2 separate regions of the Gossypium hirsutum genome follow, and region 2 is linked to region 1. Evidence: chromatin contacts called from public Hi-C data. All regions are on one chromosome and are shown on one strand. The core of a region is the stretch at or near the end of the contact, and the rest is flanking DNA. Distances in the headings are between cores, read along the strand shown.

Evidence for each region. Hi-C and Micro-C count contacts between places; a contact is called where the count stands out from the background.
Region 2: a contact with region 1 is called in a Hi-C map of leaf, with 4 times the contacts expected there. The contact joins the promoter of LOC107910275 here to the promoter of LOC107910273 in region 1. A contact is called at or near these places in 3 of 34 Hi-C or Micro-C datasets (fibers, hypocotyl and leaf).

The regions. Positions count from the first base shown.
Region 1 is chrD02:30,495,744-30,501,686 of Gossypium_hirsutum_v2.1, forward strand. It overlaps LOC107910273 (stearoyl-[acyl-carrier-protein] 9-desaturase, chloroplastic), which reads left to right and starts at 2,596. Exons shown (of 3, transcript XM_016838071.2): 1 at 2,596-2,851; 2 at 4,541-5,042; 3 at 5,192-5,937. The coding sequence starts at 2,727. The coding sequence ends at 5,752.
Region 2 is chrD02:30,727,345-30,732,948 of Gossypium_hirsutum_v2.1, forward strand. LOC107910275 (pre-mRNA-splicing factor CWC22 homolog) reads right to left here and starts at 4,030. Exons shown (of 7, transcript XM_016838072.2): 1 at 2,249-4,030; 2 at 1,974-2,163; 3 at 1,278-1,381; 4 at 1,059-1,161; 5 at 657-961; 6 at 121-426; 7 at 1-7. The coding sequence starts at 3,508.

The DNA.
Region 1 (5,943 bases), core at 1,346-3,845:
CGCATATTTTAATTTAGAAATAAAACTCATCATGATATTTTAAAATTTTAGAGTAATTAAAAATATTGACTAGAAATTTTTGTTAGAAACTATTTAAAAAAAGAAGAAGCTGAAAATGAAGACTAAAATTATCTAGAGACACTATTGCAAATTATTTTTGTTAATGTAGCTCATGAGTTAATCTGGGATACTCAACGAAAGTAGTGTTTCTGGAGTGTTTATATTCGGTTTTAATTTCGAACTTTTATCTTTCTATTTTGAGAAAAATTCAAAGAGATTCATGAAGTTTGGCAAGAATGCTTAATTCATCAAAGAAATGTTTTTAGCATTTTTAGCTTTGCTCTGGTTTAGGTTAAGATCGACTCCACTACTCTCTTAGGGTCTTTTCGAACATCACTGAGTAAAATTGAATAAACAATCTCTTGTAATCACAAAGAATTGTAATTTATTGTACATGTTTGGCTAACAAAGTGTAATTATATTGTAATTATCTGTCATGTCTGGTAATACAAATTCTAATTACATAGTTACATAATTTATATTTGTAAAATTATTAATTACTATAAAAAATTATTAGTATGATAAAAATAATTTCTAAACATGTAACACAAAATAAAATAAATTAATATATATAAAATGTTAGTCTAAAAAAGTAGTTGATAATATGATTATCAATAAAAATAGTAAGAAAAGTAAACATCATATGCAATTTTATCTAATTGTTCTAGTTCATATTTGTTTGGTTATTTTCTCTTTAATATTGAACATGTGTTTTTTATTATCATATGTTGGTCCTTGACTCCCTCGTTGTTAAAATTATTAAGATCTTCTTCTTCCATGTATTTTATGAAGTATGAGTCGTCTTAATTCTCCATATGATTGAAGTTATGAAATATGCAACATATTAGTACGATCCAACCTTGATTTTAATATTATACTAAGGTGATGTTAATATAAAAAAAAATTTTAGAATAATAAACGTTTTCCCAACCATATTTTGAAGTCTTGAATGTTTCAAATTAAAGAGTTCGTGAGTTACCTATGGTGCTTGTGTATGACACCATTCTCTTAAATGATATCATACCCTACAATATAGTGTAAGAAAACTTTTTTTATATTTGCATATTTAGCATCAACCTTATAATATTTGGGTTTACAGTCTAAATAATCTATAACTTTAATTATAAAAACTTATATAAACTTAATTTGGAGAAAGACTTATGCTAGGTTAAATATGTAAATTAAATAAAAAATAATATAAATTTTTTATAAAAATGTTTTATAAATTGTCTAAAATTTTCATAATACTTTTTATAAATAATATAATTTTTTCAATAACTTTAGAAAATTATTATTTTTATGAATAAGTTATGATAAAAAAAAGCTATAACATTTTTTTATGAATAAACATATTATTTTTATAATATATAACATGGACACATAAATAAGTTATGTTCATACATGAACGTAAATTTTTATATATAAATATATTATAACACTTTTATAATATGAAAATGATTATTTATAATGAATTTTTTTTGTCATAAATTTAGAAAATTTTTAAGATTTAAATAAATTTTTTTGTAATAACTTTATGAAATACACAAATTATTTTTATAATATAAGAAAATTTATTTCATAATTATCACAAATACTCATATATGTTCATGCTTGTAATATAATTTTTATAACTTGTATAAAAATAATTTTTTAAAATTAGATTTGATGTAATTACTCCAATTCTCACCGTCTCTAAAAATTGAAAAGTGTAATTGATGCTATAATTACACCAATTCAATGGGATCTATCAATTATAATGATTACCCAAACACAACACCCTTATATAATTAAAAATAATTACACTCAACTCTAATTATAAAATTATTTTTCCAAACACTACTTTAATCCATGCAAAACAAATACTACATTAATTATAGTTATCATTTTATACAATGGTTATTTTTCTTTCTCCTCCCATAAAAGTTTTTAAACTATATAAATAGGATTTAATTAATTGACATATGTGTATTTTAATTAATTTATGATTTTTTAATGTTACTTAAGCACGAATAACAATGTTTTATTTTTTGCTTTGGGATTTTTTTAATTCCAACTAAATAATATTCTTTTATATAATACTCGTAAACTTGATTATACAAATTAACACTTGTTGATAGTGCAGTTTTAATTAAATAAAATTAATAAATAAAAGATAATTATTTGTTATGCTATGTTTGATTGTACTTTTTTTTAAGGCAAATTTAAGAATATGGGTGAGAAATAAATTAATTTACTTGGTAATATTTAATTATTTTCATGACTTAATTTTGGTAAGGAAAAAGAAAATTTTTTATTTATTTTAAAGAAATCTTATTTTTATAAGAATTTATTTATCTTTTCAAGTTTAAATTTAAATTTATACTAACTATTCTTATTTTATCTAATTATTGAAATACATATGTAATAATAAATGATTAATTATATTTAAAAATTAAAAAAAATAAATTAATAAGACATATCATTAAATCTCAAACTACTTAGTAAAATTAAAAAATCCCTCCATCTATATACGATATAATTAGGGAATAAAAAATTAAAAGGAAAATAAACGTCAAATCACATTATTTTAAAAATCGACAACTTCAATAAAAGGCGAGCTGTGTTAAGCAAACACACAGTCGTCACTAAGCAAAGCAAAGCAAAGCAAAAAAAGAAAAGGGCAAAAAATGGCTGTGCAATTCAATCCCATGGCTTCTCAAACTAAGAAACTCCCTTCATATGCTCTTCCACCCATGGCAAGTCTTAGATCTCCCAAGGTTTCTATGGTCTCCACTCTTCCACCTCGCTCCAAGTTAGTCTCCTTTTTCTTCTTCTTCTCTTTCGTTATATATTCGTATTTTGTTGTTAAAATCATGGGTTTTTACCTGTTTCCTTCAATTTTAGACGTTTTCTTTATTTGGATCTTTGTTCTTTTTGCTAACTAACATGCCTCTCAAGAGTCTTGTTCTCCGATTTAGGTCTTTGATAGTCTTTCGTGTATTCTTACAGTGTCTAATTATGTTATTTTTATCTCTTTTTTTTCTTGTGTTTATTTAAAATATATTCATATAGATTTTGATTATATTAAAATTATATTGTCTAAAATTATCAAGCTTAGCTTCTCAAAAAAAAAAAATCAAATTGAGTGATATATTATCTTATGGTCTTACGTATTTATTGTTATTTCTTGGAGGACTGAAATAGCTATTCAACCTTTTATTAGAGTAGCTAACACAGTTTTTGTGACCATTTTGCTCTCATAAAAAAAATTTAAACTTTGAAATCCTTTCTTTTGTCGTCGTCATTTTTATTAAAATAATATTGTTTTGTAATTTTGCTCGCGGCATCCCGGTGAAGTAACGTAAGAACTTAAATGTTGACGGGTTTTTCGTCGTCAAAAGGCGTGGGTCAGAGTAACTAGCGGTGGTTCGAGGCACCCATCTGGGGCATCAGCAGCCGGATGTGGCGCTCCAGGTGCAAGATCTGCCGTGCTAGCGGCCAGATCTGGGCACTGGTAGCCCACCAAAATCCTTCTCAATTCGAGTCGAAAAAGCAGCTCCGGCAACCATGTTCTGGCCGCTGATAGGTGGCAAATATTGTGGAAATAAAGACAAATAAATAAATAAAAATTAAACTACACAACTTTCATAAATTTTCATTTAACCTCTAAAAATGAAAAAAAAAAAATTTAGACACTGCCATTAATAATTGCTTTCATTTAGCCACTCACTGTTATATCAATGTCATTTTAGTCACACACCTTTTCGTAGGCTTATGTTTTTCTTTTTTTTCTAAAAAATGAAAAACTTAAGTTTCTCTATCTGGTATTTTACGGGAAAAATTATTTTATTTTTTTAGAATCAAATTTAGTTTTTATTTGTAAAAGAGAAAATTTTGGGTTTTACAGTGAAATACTTGATTTTCACATGGGAAAATTGTTCAATTTTTTTAAATTTATTTAATTTTAAAACCCTTTGATTTTTATTGGGAAAATCTTGAGTTTTTATAGGGAATTAAGTTATAAAAAAAATTGTTTTATCTCTTCAAGTCCTTATAAAAACTCAGTTTTTGTTTTTTTTTTTTAAAAAAGGAAATTAGCGATAAAATGAAATTTGTTAGAGTTGGTTGAATAAAATGAATGCAAAATAAGGGTGATTAAAATGAAAATGGCTGTAAACGGTAGTGTTTAAAATGTAAATTTTTTATTTTCAAGGTTAAAATGAAAACTTAAAGTCGGAGGATTAACTTCTTAGTTTATTCTAAGGAAAAGCAACAGAGAAGGATTGATCTCTAAGGGTTAAAGCTTAAAATTAGTCAAGTTTGAAATTTGCATCGATATTTTTCATTATACTTCGGGATTAAGGTAAATTTAGATAATATTTTAACTCAATATTAAAATTTTCTATTTTACTTTTGTTCGATTAAATAAAATTTTATTTTTAATTAAATTCAATTTTAATTTTATATAATTTGAATTCCGAATTCGTTTTATTTGATGCAGAGGGGTTGAAGATCTGAAACGGCCTTTCATGGCTCCAAAGCTGGTACACCAGTCTTCCCACACCATGCCACCTGAGAAGATTGAGATCTTTAAATCTTTGGATGATTGGGCTAGGGATAACATTCTGATTCATCTTAAACAAGTTGATAAATGTTGGCAACCCAAGGATTTTCTTCCCGATCCTTCGTCCGATGGATTTGAAGATCAAGTTAGAGAACTTAGAGAACGGGCAAAGGAGATTCCGGATGAGTACTTTGTCGTGTTGGTTGGTGATATGATCACGGAGGAAGCCCTTCCAACTTACCAAACTATGCTTAATACCTTGGATGGAACTCGTGATGAAACTGGTGCTAGCCCTACTTCTTGGGCAACTTGGACCAGGGCCTGGACTGCCGAAGAAAACAGACACACTGATCTACTTAATAAGTATCTCTACTTGTGTGGGAGAGTGGACATGAGGCAAGTTGAGAAGACCATCCAGTATTTGATCGGTTCAGGAATGGTAAGATGCTTTGCTACACCATTTACCCTCTTCTCGGTTTAATTTCTGAATCTCCAATTCACGATGTAATTCACGATGTGCATGACCTTATTAAGCTCGTTTTCCACCTGCTGATTGATTTTCTAAATTATCTTTTGCATATTTTATAGGATCCGGGTACGGAGAATAGTCCTTATCTGGGATTCATCTACACAACATTCCAAGAAAGGGCAACTTTTATCTCACATGGGAATACAGCTAGGCTAGCCAAGGTGCATGGTGACATGAATTTGGCTCAGTTATGTGGTTCAATTGCGGCAGATGAAAAGCGCCACGAGACAGCATACACTAAAATCCTTGAAAAGCTCTTTGAGATCGATCCTGATGGGTCAGTCTTGGCATTTGCTGACATGATGAGGAAGAAAATCTCCATGCCAGCCCACTTGATGTATGATGGCAGCGATGAAAACCTTTTCTACCACTACTCGTCTGTCGCACAAAGAATTGGGGTTTACACTGCCCGGGACTATGCTGATATAGTTGAATATCTGGTTGACCGATGGAAGTTGAAGGAACTCATTGGACTTTCACCCGAGGGCCGTGAAGCTCAGGAATTTGTGTGTGGACTTGCACCGAGAATTAGAAAGCTAGAGGAGAGAGCTCAATTGAGGACCAAGGAATCACCCAGTGTTCCATTCAGTTGGGTTTCTGGTAGAGAAGTGAAGCTCTAAATTGGCTATCCTCCAAGTGACTTGTAATACAAGAAAGAAACAACAGGGCTTAGGGAGGAGCATGATGAAAACTGCAACTCTGTGTTTAGCTGGAATGCAATAAGTGGAGGAAGTGTGTGTGTGCTGTTTCGTTGTTACTTTTCTTAAAACAAGTAATATCAACATCTTCCTCCTATTTGATGAAATGATAA
Region 2 (5,604 bases), core at 2,780-5,279, 230 kb after region 1:
ACAGCTCCTGTACCATTACCAGGTACGAAAATCAACATACAAGCTTTTACCAATAACAATTAAAAATATATATCAACTAGTTGACCTCAATCAACATAAAAGCTTACTCTTTTAACTTACCTGGAAGAGGATCTTGATAAATATACGAGAAGATGAGGTTGTGTCCTCCTCGGTTAAGCGTATGTAGGCTAGAACATGCCACGGCAGAGCATCAGTGCCGAGTAAATGTGCAAAAAACTTTGCCACATTACGTAATTTGTTTGTTTCAAGCCGATGGATCATAGAATACTGCTGAACAAAGCATTTATCGAAGTTTTCCTGATAGACTTTGTTGATCATGCAAAACCGCTGCCCCAGAAGGCCATAATATCGAAGGTAAGTTCTCTCTTGACTGCAGCATTCCAAGAGCATAATGCATAACTCCATCTGAAAAACCAAAATCAAGGTAAAAGGTTTCTTAGAATGCAACATTATAAAATAAGAAAATTTATTCAGTTTAGTGAGGGATGTTAGAAAAGTTAGGCTACTCAGTTTAGTGAGGATAGGGGGAAAACACAGATAATTGCAATGCCAGAAAGGTAATAGTGCATTTTTCAGGGAAAGAGAAACAGCTTTGATTGACCTATTACATTACACAATCATTTCTATCACCTTACCTCTTGCCCTGGCTCAAGCTTAATTTTCAGCAGCTTGTGGCCAGCCTCCTCAAAATCTACACTGGACATGATTGTCAGGTAGATTGTCCTCCGGAGATTTATAAGGTTTGTCTCCGTCTCATCTTGTATTTTCATCTGCTCTTCATCTTCCTCATCAGATTCATCGTCATCCTCATCATCCTCCTCGTCACCTGAACCTGCATCTGAACCCTCTTCATCCTCGGAGTCCTCACCAAGGATGGTTTTCTTCAACTCTTCATAGCGCTTTTCGTTCTCCAAGAATTGAGGATCTGGTTTAAAAATGTCTGCCAGGAGGACAATTACAGGTATTCACAATCACACCAGACGGAATTAATCAAACAGGTACAGTTCATCAATAGCTAGATACATTTTGAGACATACCAAGGGTGATCTCCGGATCTATCTCATCTTGGAGAGAGATCTCATGAGTTAATTGGTCCTCCTGCTCAACAAGGTCTAGTTCTGGACGAACGGCAGGATAACCCTGCAAATGAATAAACAGAATACAAAATGATAAGCTGTTCCTTTGTTAGATAAAAAGATATGTGACCTTAAAATTGTCACAGGACTCTCAAAGAATTATTTAGGGGGAAATCATACCTGAAACTTTGCTTTCCTTATAGCAAATAAGCCCTCTATAAGAAATTGAACACGTTTATCTATCTCTCCCTCATGAAGAATCCCCCGAAAACGCTCAAAAATACCTGTAAACACAACAGGAAACATTAACTGACAATGGAAACAAATATGTCGAAGAAGATGCCACTAGACTAGAATCATCGAAGTAGAGAAAAGAAATAGATAAAACTTTTTCCTCAATTTTGTTTCACAGAAAATTACATTCAGATTAAACAAAATTTCTATTATTGATTTGTAAAAAGCTTCCTGCAGCGGTCAATGCAAAATAAGTAAGCTTATGAAAAATTAAAAAAGAAACAAAAGAATCAGAATCACAGATATCGTTTTTCACGATTGAGGATGAAATATTTTTAAAACCAGTATACAGTGACTTTTTCAAAACCTAACTCATACTACTTACCAGCATTGTAACCACACTTAAGGATGTCAACCAAATGAAGTTCTTAGTATATTCCAAAAGCTGAAGCAAGAAAAAAGCACATCCCCAAGGAAAAATGATTTGTCATGCATTACATGTCTAATTAACAAAATGCAAGACAATACATACATCTCAGCATTCCAACACCATAATACTATGGAACTTAAACCAGTATCAATCGTAGTAATATGGGTATAAGTACTGCATTGGAAAAACATGATTCAAATGGTAACACTAACCATGTAGGCCTTTTGGTGAAAGATCCTGAAGTAAGGAACCACATTCAGTAACAAAACCAACAGCTACCTCAACACTGTCATCAGTAGGATTTTCCAGCAACACAGTGAGTAGTTCCAAAGCAATAATCTCGTGAGCCACTTGTTGGTTCACAAGATGAGCTACAAATTTAACAGCTGCAAATAATTGAGGCTGTCCAATACAAGAAACAGTCAGTTACACACAAAAGAAAAAAAAACCCTAAATCATCAGAATTAGTGAAGAGGCAATTAATCACCTTGTCATTCCGCTTATATGCTCTCTTAAGCTGCAAAACAATCCTTCTCAACAATAGCTCCCCCACCTCAGGAAACTTGGTGTTAACAACAGCCACCAGTGCAGCAAAAACATCAGTGAAACCTGGAGATGCCATCTGAGATTTCATGCACGAACGACAAAAGAGACCTCTTCCTCGAATAAGATTTTCAGCAAAGAGTTCTGGAATAATATTCTTGATATTAGTAGCATTTACTTTGTTAACAAGACCATTGATACTTTTTCTGAGGGCATCCCATGTTAATCGCTGATACTCAACACTGCTCTTATCCTGTGTCTCTTTCATCATTCTAGCTAATTTAAATGGAGGAATGTAAACTCCTCCACTTCTACCTAAATTCGAGGTATCACCGTTCAAGTTGGTTTGCTGAAAAGCTGGTTGTTTCTGCTTGATTTCTCCTTCCTCTTTCTCCTTAAAGCTATTATCATCTCTGTCTCTCCGGCTTGGCTGATTATCATTGTCTCTCCTTTGACTTCTATTCTCACGTTCTGTATTTCTATGGGACCTTCTTCCGCGATCATCATCATCATCAGAATCATGCCGTGAATGACGCCACCGGTCCCTATTTCTATACCTATCTTCCTCCCGTTGCTTATCATTATGCCGATCCCTATGTCCAGTGTCATGCCTATGACGTCTATCCCTTTTTCCACTCCTGTCCCTCTTGGCTCGCCTCTCTTCTTCTGACTTATCAGAAGATTCAGAACTTTCCTCCTGTGCATCTTTCCGCCTAGCCTTGGAATCATTTTCACCATCACGAATTCTATCTCTTTCATGCCTTCTATCCCTAAAGGAAGGCTTGTCATCTTCTTCATCAGAAGATCTTGAACCTTCTTCTCTCCGCCTATCCTTACCATCATCATCACCGTCATGAATTCTCTCTCTTTTACGCCTTCTATCTCTATAGGAATGCTTGCCATCTTCTTCATCAGAGGATCTAGGACGTTTTTCTCCCTGCCTATCCTTACCACCATTATCAGCATGAATTCTCTCACTTTCTTCGCTCCTATCTCTATTAGCACGCTTGTCTTCTTCTCCAAAAGATCCAGAATTTTCCCTCTGCCGCTTCTCCTCATTCTTATCGCCATGTTCTCTTTCTCTTCCTCTTTCTCGTCTTCCCCTTTCCCTATCTGACCTAGAATACCTTTTGCGACGATTACCATATTCCCCACTCTCATCTCTCGAATCATCGCCACTCGATTCATTGTATCTTCTAGCCATACTTTAAGAAGTTACAGAATCAATTATTAAAAAGAAAAGGCGCCTTCAATACCCCCTCCCTCGGCGAACCGTTCTTGAATATCGAAACAAATTGGATCTATAGAAAATCGAAACGCCTTGAAAGGAGAAACATGAACAAAGATGAAAAATAAGAGCGAGGTAAGGCTCACCTGACTCAGTGCGGCAACTTGCAAGAGCTCAAACTCAAATCCGAGAAGCAGAGAGAGGTCGATTAGACGCAATTTGTTCAATTAGAGTAACGTCGAATCAGTGCGCTTCAGCGAAGTCGAAGACAGTGGAGCAAGAAATATCCGATAACTTTGTGCCGGTGAAGCTTTGATAGGTTTCTATGCCTAATCCAACAAATTTATTTTAAAATATAAACCCTAATTTTGATAATCGTTCAGTGTAGCTTAAAAATAGTAACAAGGTTAACCACCGGTATTATTATTAATATTCGTATTTAAAACACCCATATGTAACACATTAAAAATTAAATTAAATTATAGATAAAATGAAATTAGAATTTGAGTGGTAAAGATAGAATTTAATTGCCAAGAGTTCAAATTCAGCATATGTATATTTTTATTATTTTTTAAATTAAAAATATTAAAAATACATTTGAATAATATAACTTATTTTAAATACGGAATGTTATTTTTGTAATTTCTTAATTGAGTTAGAATCCAGTTGTAACATCCTTACTCGGAACGATTTAATACGTTCCGACCAAGAGATATCACATTTAGAATTAAAGCTAACTTAATTTAAGCATAAATTTCAAGATTTCACTTCAACACAAATATATTAATTTGAGTTTATTTAGGCTTTTTTTAGAAACTAACTTAAAAGAATTTATTAATTACAAATTACCCAAATTCAAAATCTTGTACAAGAATGACATTTTTTTACAATGCACTCTGGTACCGCTATACCCATTGACGGCACCACCCCTAATAATGACCCAATGATTGGTTATTTTAAAATAATAATAATTTTTTGTGTTAAAAATATGAGTATTCTGAGAGAAAAAGAAAAAAATTAATATTTTAATGAGTGTCATCGTTCTCTTTGACGATACCGAATGAATTTATAAAAAAAGAAAAAATTAGTGCCGCCATTCTTGTTAGAGACATTGATGTCAGTAAATATGAATTTTTGGGTGTCGCTAGGTTGTGCAGCAGCATCAATGTTTATATATACCTATACCCAATGGAGATCAACATATGCTGAAGTAATTTTTTTTTTATGTTGAAGAGATGAAGGGAGAAATTATTGGGATTAGTTGTAGGGAGAGAACATGATAAAAATTTTAAGTGTTGAAAAAACGGGGAGAGAAGATTTTGTGTGTGTGTGTGTTTGTGTTTTAGTTAGAAATTTTGATAATTTGAAGGTATGTTTTGTTTAACAGTGATCTGGTGGAGCTCAGACACTAACATATTTCATTTGTCATTTGGGGAGTGTATCATCACCTACAAAATTTATTTCCCAATTGAGAGTAAAAAGAATTTTTTTCTATGGTTATGCGATCACGGGTTCAAATTGGTTATGCTATCAAGGAAACCCTTTAGGGGAGAAGGTGTCGATTATGGTGGGAACAAGTTGATGGTAGTATTCGTGCGGCAACAGACCGAACCTTATCTCACCAGAAGCACCCTTGGGTTACGGGATTCCTGACGAACTCAAATCAATAAAAGTTGAATATCAGAGGATTTTCAATGGACTTAATTCAAGCAGAAGATAATGAAATAGAAAAAAATACTTATTAAATAACATTAGCAACTATGTAATGTGATTATTCTAATTGTAATAAGTATTATTGAAATAAAAGTTAAGATGATAGTGGAGATGATCAAGTTTTCAATCCATTATTAATGTAAGTAGAAGTTTGATAAATAAAAATAAAAGTTTTTTAGTTCATTAGAAAATGAATTATAGTTCTTAACCTTTAAAGATTAATTCGTATCCGAACCTATAACAACCCGATTTCGACCCTAATCGGATATAGTGGTTTTGGGGCCACAAATTCGAGTCAAAAAAATATTTTAATATTATTTTGTGTGTTTATTGTGTGTGAATTTGATTGTGTGAAATTT